Linked DNA regions of Mus musculus: region 2 is linked to region 1. Evidence: chromatin contacts called from public HiChIP or PLAC-seq data. All regions are on one chromosome and are shown on one strand. The core of a region is the stretch at or near the end of the contact, and the rest is flanking DNA. Distances in the headings are between cores, read along the strand shown. Region 1 overlaps Hdac5 (histone deacetylase 5). Region 2 holds the start of Hrob (homologous recombination factor with OB-fold).

What was found. HiChIP or PLAC-seq counts read pairs in DNA pulled down with a chosen protein or histone mark.
Region 2: a CTCF HiChIP or PLAC-seq map of CD8 T cells shows a contact between it and region 1, with 11 read pairs. The contact joins the promoter of Hrob here to the enhancer-like site in region 1. A contact is called at or near these places in 1 of 39 promoter capture datasets (stem cell-derived epiblast-like cells), 2 of 15 datasets of contacts at CTCF or cohesin (CD8 T cells and the NIH/3T3 cell line), 23 of 484 Hi-C or Micro-C datasets (the C2C12 cell line, the HL-1 cell line, Sertoli cells and 16 more), 21 of 115 datasets of contacts at active chromatin or transcription factors (the 230-238 cell line, CD8 T cells, the HPC-7 cell line and 14 more) and 5 of 9 other capture datasets (adipose tissue, bone marrow-derived macrophages, embryonic stem cells and 2 more).

What each region holds. Positions count from the first base shown.
Region 1 is chr11:102,206,391-102,210,273 of GRCm38.p6, reverse strand. Hdac5 (histone deacetylase 5) reads left to right here. Exons shown (of 27, transcript NM_010412.3): 4 at 3,108-3,367; 5 at 3,500-3,644; 6 at 3,738-3,852. Among named protein-coding and RNA genes, the nearest start is that of G6pc3, 19 kb to the right of the region's middle. Within about 2 kb of position 1,908, at least 126 of the 459 cell types and tissues checked have an H3K27ac peak or open chromatin away from gene starts, as enhancers often do. A contact at or near this core is called in the 230-238 cell line, the C2C12 cell line, CD8 T cells and 17 more, where this site is marked.
Region 2 is chr11:102,247,273-102,251,155 of GRCm38.p6, reverse strand. It overlaps Hrob (homologous recombination factor with OB-fold), which reads right to left and starts at 2,274. Exons shown (of 10, transcript NM_153544.3): 1 at 2,064-2,274; 2 at 427-477. The coding sequence starts at 2,066.

The DNA.
Region 1 (3,883 bases), core at 659-3,158:
TCCCCAGGGTAGGTGACCAGTGCCTGTCCCTAGAACTTTGGTAGCCTCTCCACAGGAAGTTCCTGGCATTGGCTCTGTCTGTTCTGTGCAGGTCACCAGGAGACCTGGGGTGGGGGTGGGGGACAGGTGAAATAAGGACCCAGGGCCTTGCTGTCTCATGTGATCTTGGCCTTTCAGGGGTCTTTGCTAACCTGAGCTCTCAGTCATCTTAGTGAATGGCACATGCCCTTCTGCCCACCCTTTCGTCTTTCCCAAGGTTCTCCAACCTTCCTAAGTCCACCAGGAGGCAGCCAAGAGCCTCTTCCTGTCCTGACACACCCACTTCCCCTTCCTAATGCTTCGTTTGAATGGCAGCTGCTGTCACCTGCTCTGTTCTTGCCAAGCTGGCAGAGGGCACTGATCCTTAAGGGGATGCCAGGACAGTCATGCTCTAGGTTCTGTGCCAGGCAGACTGCATTTTGGGGACCCCATTTCCTTTCTTCCCTGGCTTCCATCCTGAAAGGAGCCAGGTTGCTACCTGGCAGAGCCTGGCAAACTGCATGCTGGCCCAAATTAACATTCTCCTCCCGATTCCTGTTTGTATGGGAACAAGGCTGTGTGGCAGAGCCCTCTGGCTCTCCTGCCACGTGCATACCAATGGGGCTGTGGCACCCACTGCAGCACATAGCCAGGCATCTCAGCAGTGCTAGCAGTGGGAGAGTCTTTTACATGAGCCCCTAGTTTTTCTGTAAGGCTCCTGCCAGAGAAGATAGCCTTGCCCATCACCGTTCCAATTTGGGGCAGAGTTATCTGCTGGGGTCCAGGATCTTTTAGACTCTTGCCTTTCCTGGACCGATGGGCTAGCATCTAGCACTGCAAAGAGCACTAGTTAGAAGCCAGTCCACTTTTTGCTGGAGTGCTCAGTTTCAGGACCAAGTCAGCTTTGGCTAGGAACCGATAGTCCTCCAGACAGCATAGGGCTTTGCTGAATGCTTCCAGGGCTGGGGAGGCTAGAGGCAGGCCACCAGCTCTGTCACTACTACCCTGCTTTTCACTCTGGTGCAGAGCACCCTTCATGTGGATGCTGGGACAGGGCATGGGATAGAGGGAAAGTGAGAGACTGTGTGCCTGGGAGTAGGGGTGGGGGTGGGGGAAGCATTGTGTATGTCTGTGTGCTTGACTCCACCCTTTTGGCCACATCTGGCCACTCCTGCAGATGTGGCTCTGGCCTGGTGGCCACAGAGTCGTCAGTGTGGCTGACAGAGAAACCACAGAGGAATGTGCTCAGCCTCTGCTGGGATAGGAGTGGGTACCGAGAGGCATCTTGCTCGGGCTCTGCACACACACACACACACACACACTCTCTCTCTCTCTCTCTCTCTCTCTCTCTCTCTCTCTCTCTCGTGCACACACACACACACACACACACACACACACACACACCCCTCTCTAGTGGGTCTCCCAGCCATATTAGGCATAGAGCTGGTGTGGCTTACCCAGTCTGGTGATGCCCTTCAGTGCTGTCTTCCTGAGGACTCACTTAAGGGGAGGGGGCAGTCTGAGTCTCTGTTTTAGTCGCCACCGTTGCATACCCTTCCCACTCTTGATGTAGGCTCAGGTGTAGGGGAGTGGGGATGGGAAGAGCCCTGAGCACTGGCAACCGTCAGGATATCAGGGTTCTGTCTTCTCACTGCCTGGGATGCACTGCCTGGGCCACTTTGCTGGGGGACCATCTTCCTGTCCCTGTGTAGCTTCCCAGGCTAGAGTTAGGGAATGTAGGCTTTTTCTTTGGAGAAGTGGAGGAGAAAGAAGATGAGCTGGTGGTACAGCCTCTCTCACTTCCTCCTTCCCAGGCAGTGGTACCCTGCCTTCCCCTTCCTGTTAGCTGCGGGTGGCTTTGTGGGGTATGGGTTGGGCTTGGGTCTCCCTGCTGGTATGGTGTTTGCCTGGTTGCCCTGGCAACTAGTGGGCAGTGATGTGGAATGACATTCAGTGGCCAGAGGGCAGTGCATGGAGATCAACAGGTCAAGACCCAACCTTCCCATAAGCCAGTTGGAACCTTTCCCATTCTGCGGTCCAGTGTCCATGCGGACCTCAGAACCACCCTCGACCACGCTTCTCTTTTCAGGGGTGCCCCCCTGGTTGGGAGACTGAGGTCCTTGCTACAGCTCCAGGCCCCAAAATGCCCCCCCATCACTCTTCTTCCTGTCTGATTCCCTTTCCTTTCCTGTCTCCTCCTCCTCCCTCCTCCCTGCACGCCCATTCTCTCCCCCTCCCCCCAACAGCTGCTGTTTGGCTTACTCTATATATAGCGGCATTTTCAGGGTAATTACAATAAAACTGTTGAAAGGAGATAATCCACCAGAGGAAGCCAGGCTGACTCCCAGTCCCATCTTGTCCCTGGCTTGGTGCGGCCCTGCACCCCCTTTCCCTGAGGCCTCCTGTTCCCATTGTGCCCCTCATGCCTGTCGCATTTCCCCCCTCGCAAACCAGCCTCTTTTCCCCTAGCTGAGATGAAACTGACAGACCCACAGAGGGCAAGCTGTCTGTAAAGTCCCCACAGATCTGATCTCTGCTCCTCTGGGACAAGGTGGAGACAAGGCAGGGGACAGTGAATGAAAGTGTATTAGATTCATATTGTGGTTCTTCAGTCACCTGGCTGTGTCTGGTCAAGTTATTCAAAACACTCTCTGCCTCGGTTTCCTTATCTGTGAAATGGGTAATAATAATAGAATCAAACTGGTGTGTTCCTGTGCAGTTTAATGAGTGGGCCGTACATATACAATACCTGGTACTGACTTGTCAGTGACAGTATCCGGCGTTGAGTCCTGACACTTGTCGGCAGTCTCTCTTCACACTCATGCATACATATGTTTGTTTTTTGTTTTTTGTTTTTTTTTCCCTCGAATCCAAGGCCTTGTGCATGCTGGGCTGGCCCTACCTGCAGCCCTGTTGCAGAGTTTCTTATTGAAGTTCCTAGCTTCAGTTTCGCCTAAAGAAAGTGGAATGTAGAATCCAGGGTCTAGTAGACCTGTCTGGTAGTCTCCTGGGCCCTGGGACCAGGCTGTCGTGGCCTAGAGCAGTCTGGGGCTGGACCCACTGAAACCTTGTGTGTTTTGTGCCCACAGTGGAGGTGAAGCCGGTGCTGCCAGGAGCCATGCCCAGCTCCATGGGGGGTGGAGGTGGAGGTAGCCCCAGCCCCGTGGAGCTTCGGGGGGCTCTGGCGGGCCCCATGGACCCTGCGCTACGGGAGCAGCAACTGCAGCAGGAGCTCCTGGTCCTCAAGCAGCAGCAGCAGCTCCAGAAGCAGCTCCTGTTCGCCGAGTTCCAGAAGCAGCACGACCACTTGACGCGGCAGCACGAGGTCCAGCTGCAGAAGCACCTCAAGGTGAGCCAGGGGGGCTCAGGGGCCGCGAGAGGCCCAAGCAGCCCTGCCCGGGCCCGGCTCACCACCGCCTCTGCCCGGGCCCGGCTCACCACCGCCTCTGCCCTCCCTTCCGCCCGCCCGCACCCACCGCAGCAGCAGCAGGAGATGCTGGCGGCTAAGAGGCAGCAGGAGCTGGAGCAGCAGCGGCAGCGGGAGCAGCAGCGGCAGGAGGAGCTGGAGAAACAGCGGCTGGAGCAGCAGCTGCTCATCCTGCGCAACAAGGAGAAGAGCAAAGAGAGTAAGGCCCGTGGGCGGCTCCTCGGCCCCGCCGCACCCGCGCCGCCGCAGCCCCGGCTCCAGGCACCCGGCTCAGCTGTGCCCTGTCCCGTAGGTGCCATCGCCAGCACCGAGGTAAAGCTGAGGCTCCAGGAATTCCTGTTGTCCAAGTCAAAGGAGCCCACGCCAGGCGGCCTCAACCATTCCCTCCCACAGCACCCCAAATGCTGGTAATGGCTCTGGGGGACAAGGGTGGACAGA
Region 2 (3,883 bases), core at 1,025-3,524, 41 kb before region 1:
GGAGGCAGAGACTGGTAAACATCTGTGAGCTCCAGGCTAGTCAAGTCTACAGAGCGAGTTCCAGAACAGCAAGGGCTACACAGAGAAACCGTGTGCCGGAAACATACTGCAAACAAAGACAGATGAATATGCTGTTGTTGCTGAGACAGAGTCTCTCTATGTAGCCCCACGCCAGCCTTGGGTTCCTACCTTCCTGCTTCAGCCTCTTACGTACTGGAACTACAATACAAGCAAGTAGCACCAAGTTGGTCCTTGCTTACAATTATTTACACTTTTAGCCTGAGATAGATTAAAAAAAAAAAAAGAAAAGATGAAAGATATGTCCATTGAAAGCTGCCTGCTGGGACTGCTTCAAAGGTCCTGAACTTGGCTGTGTCTCCATCTCAGGGCATCTTTTGCTAGTCCAGGTCACCAACAGTTCCCTACCTCATCTTCAAAGTCCTCTTCCACAGAAAACAACTTCTGAAAACCACACGTCTGAAAAAGAAAACAAAGCACTTGAGACCGGAGGGAAACCACCGCCCGCAGCATCATCCTGTATTCACTACAACCTTTTCCCCAGCTCTAATGTGACCATCTCAAGTATACTGGGTTTCTGGTGTGTCTGGCTAGTACTGGAAGAGGGAAAAGAGAAGAAATTCGATTTAGCTAAAGACTTAAAAATACTCGAGCCGGGCGTGGTGGCGCATGCCTTTAATCCCAGCACGCAGAGGCAGGCGGATTTCTGAGTTCGAGGCCAACCTGGTCTACAGAGTGAGTTCCAGGATAGCCAGGGCTACACAGAGAAACCCTGCCTCGAAAAACCAAAAAAAAAAAAAAAAAAAACTTTCTTTAAAAAAAAAAAACCAAAAAAATACTTTCTTTAAAAAAAAAAACCAAAAAAAAAATATATATATATACACATATATACATATAATGCACACACACAGTTTATCTGAACTACTCCTAGAAAGGGGAGATAGTAAAAGAGAGGCGACTGCTAAGGGAGACAAAGGCAGGGTCAGCATAAGGGTCTCAAGTAGCCCAAGTTGGCCTCAAGTCATTATTATGTTGATAAAGGTAATTTTCAAATCTTATATAAAAAAAATGATTGATTTAGTGGGGGTGGGGTACACTACTGCATGGGTGTGAAGGTGAAAAGAACTTGAGGGAGTCGGCTTCTTCCACCCTATGGGTCCTAGGGATGTAACTGAGGCATCAGAGACAACCACCTTTTACCTGCTCAGCCACTTCCCCAGCCCCTGACCTTGAACTCCTGACCCTTTCCTTTCCCAAAGGATGGGATTACTTGCCTACACCACCTCTGGAAACAGGCCTGAGTATTCTGCAACAGAATCTCAAAGGTTGGTCCAACACAAGAAAGGACCCTGCCTGAAACCCTTGTTTCTGAGGATCAAGCCAGTGATTTCTTTCTACAGAGGACCAAAGCCAAAGGCAAAGTTGCCAAGAGTGTGGACTGCCCCAGTCTACGGTTCTTCTTCCTGGACAGCAGACTCAGACGAGTGTCACACCCACAGCCTGGGTTTTTGGTGGGGGATTGAGGGCGTGTGGCATGGTAGCTGCTGCCTTTAATTCCCAGAACGCCTAAGGCAGAACTTTGAGTTCGAGGCCAGCCTAATCTACATACTGAGTTACAGGATAGCCAGGGGCAGAAAGCCTGTTTCAAGGACCCACCCTCCTCCCAAAAAAATAAAAACAGAGGAGGAGGCGGAGGAGGAGAGGAAGGGAAGGAGGGAGAGGAGAGTTGAATGTTAGTCACCCCAAGATCACGAGGTTGGGGGCAAAGATTCCAAAAGCCAGTGACGTTTGGGCTCGCAGGGATTGATGACTATTTTTCTGTCTGTCTGTAGGTCTGTATGTCCGGGGGAGGTACCTTTCACAAGGTCTCCTGCGCGTTGCGCGCCCTTCCTACCTAGCCCCCAGGTCTGCAGACTACACTCAGTCTCTACCAGGCAGATCCCGTCCTAGCAGACTAGCGAGCCCGGAGCCCAACCCGGAGTCCGGCTTCCCCGGGGCTGGAACGCCTCCTCCCCAGAGCCCGGGCGGCTTAGACGCGGCATTACCATAACGACAGGCCGTGGGCTCGGGCCGGCGGGTCGGCCCGGCCGTGTCAGACTCAAGGGTTCACCTCCAACTCGACCCAGACGTAGAGTAGGGAACTATGTCCGGTCGCATTCCCAGAGCAAGGTCCAAGAGAAGCGTCTTTAAGACCGCAGCGGAAACTGAGAGAGGGGCGCCTAAGAACGTGCACCCAGAGCGGCTTTCAAAGCCGCCGCCAAAACAATAGCTCCGCCCCCTTAAAGGGAAGGCACCAATTTTTATCCTGCCGACACAAAGTCCTTCTTCCTCGGGCCTTCCGCCGCAGCCTTAAAGGGAAAATCAAAGGTCTCTCGGTCGCCCCCAAGCGGTCCCTCTAGTCCAGCCGGCTGCCACGTTCTGGTTGAAAGGGAGCTTGGAGAAATCTTATACACTTTATTCTCCCTTCTTTTTTTTTTTTTTTTTTTTTTTTTTTTGTTGAGCACACTGGTGATTTGAGAGTGACTTCATCCTCACCAGAACGCAGCCGATCGTGTAGCCCAGGCTGCCCTCTAACTCACTTTGTAGCCGAAAATAACCTTAACTCCATATTGTTCTTCCTCTACCTCCCAAACGCTGGGGTGGCTGGTTTTATGTGGTGCTAGGGATGGAACCGGGGAGGGCGGCGGGGGGGGGGGGGGGGTTCACACTTTGTAGGCCAAGCTGATTGGTAGAGACAGGAAAAGGTAGAGAGCCTCATGCGCCATCATCCTCTGGTGAATGAGGAGGGATTGAACGATTTTGGGCCTTGCACGTGCTAAGCAAATGTTCAACACTAAGCTAATAATACGCCCAGCCCTAAAGAGTTTCTACGACAGAAAAATGTGTGCCTTCTTTGCATGTTAGAAAAATAGGCCTGAAAGCTGGGAGTGCATTCCAATGGTCAACATTGTACTAAGCGTCTTCAAGACTCTGGTCCCAGCTACCATACATACATACACTGCAGAAAAAACGAACAAACAAAAACATAAACAAAATTACTTTGGAGGCCATGCAGGGACTGGAAGGTAAGGCCTGGCTCAAGCATATAAGGCAAGTAAGACTGAATGAAGAGATCCGGGAAAGACAGGGTGTGTCTTTTCCTCAGAGCACAGTAGCCGTCTGAGCCATAGAAATATGACTAAATTGGTGGATTCTTCCTCAGAACAAGGCACATGTGTACAAACACATGATGCTTTGCACATAATTATAGGGGGGTTGTCTTCCTGAAGCCTCTAGTCAAGAACTCAGTCCCAGACAGGTGGTGGTGGCCCACGCCTTTAATCCCAGCACAGAAGGAGGCGGATTTCTGAGTTCAAGGCCAGCCTGGTCTACAGAGTTAGTTCCAGGAGAGCCAGGGGTACACAGAGAAACCCTGTCAAAAAAAAAAAAAAAAAAACCAAAAAAAAAACAAAAAACAAAACAAAAAAAAAACCCTCAGTCCCCTGGAATTCTAGGAAGCAAAATGGTATAGCAGTTAAACTGTAGATGCTGAAGTCTCGATAGCTGGGTCATAGGCTCTCAACTCTACCTCCTCTTTGCTATGTGAGCATGTGAGCTTGGTCAGGGTCATACCTGGAATCACATAGTACTCCAGGACTCTTGGCTGTTATCATTCCAGGTTAAACAAAATTAACAGTGCTGGGACCCTCCCCCTATACTGAGCTTGTCATCCTGCTCTGTCTGAGTCCTCTGATCTGCTTCCAGCCTACATCCCAGAACCCAGGTTTTCCATTTCTGAACTTATTCCTAGTCGGTCTGAGTTTCCACTGCTCTCAAACCCAGTCATTAAAGAGTTTAGCATACTTCTTGCTTCTCCCTCTCCACC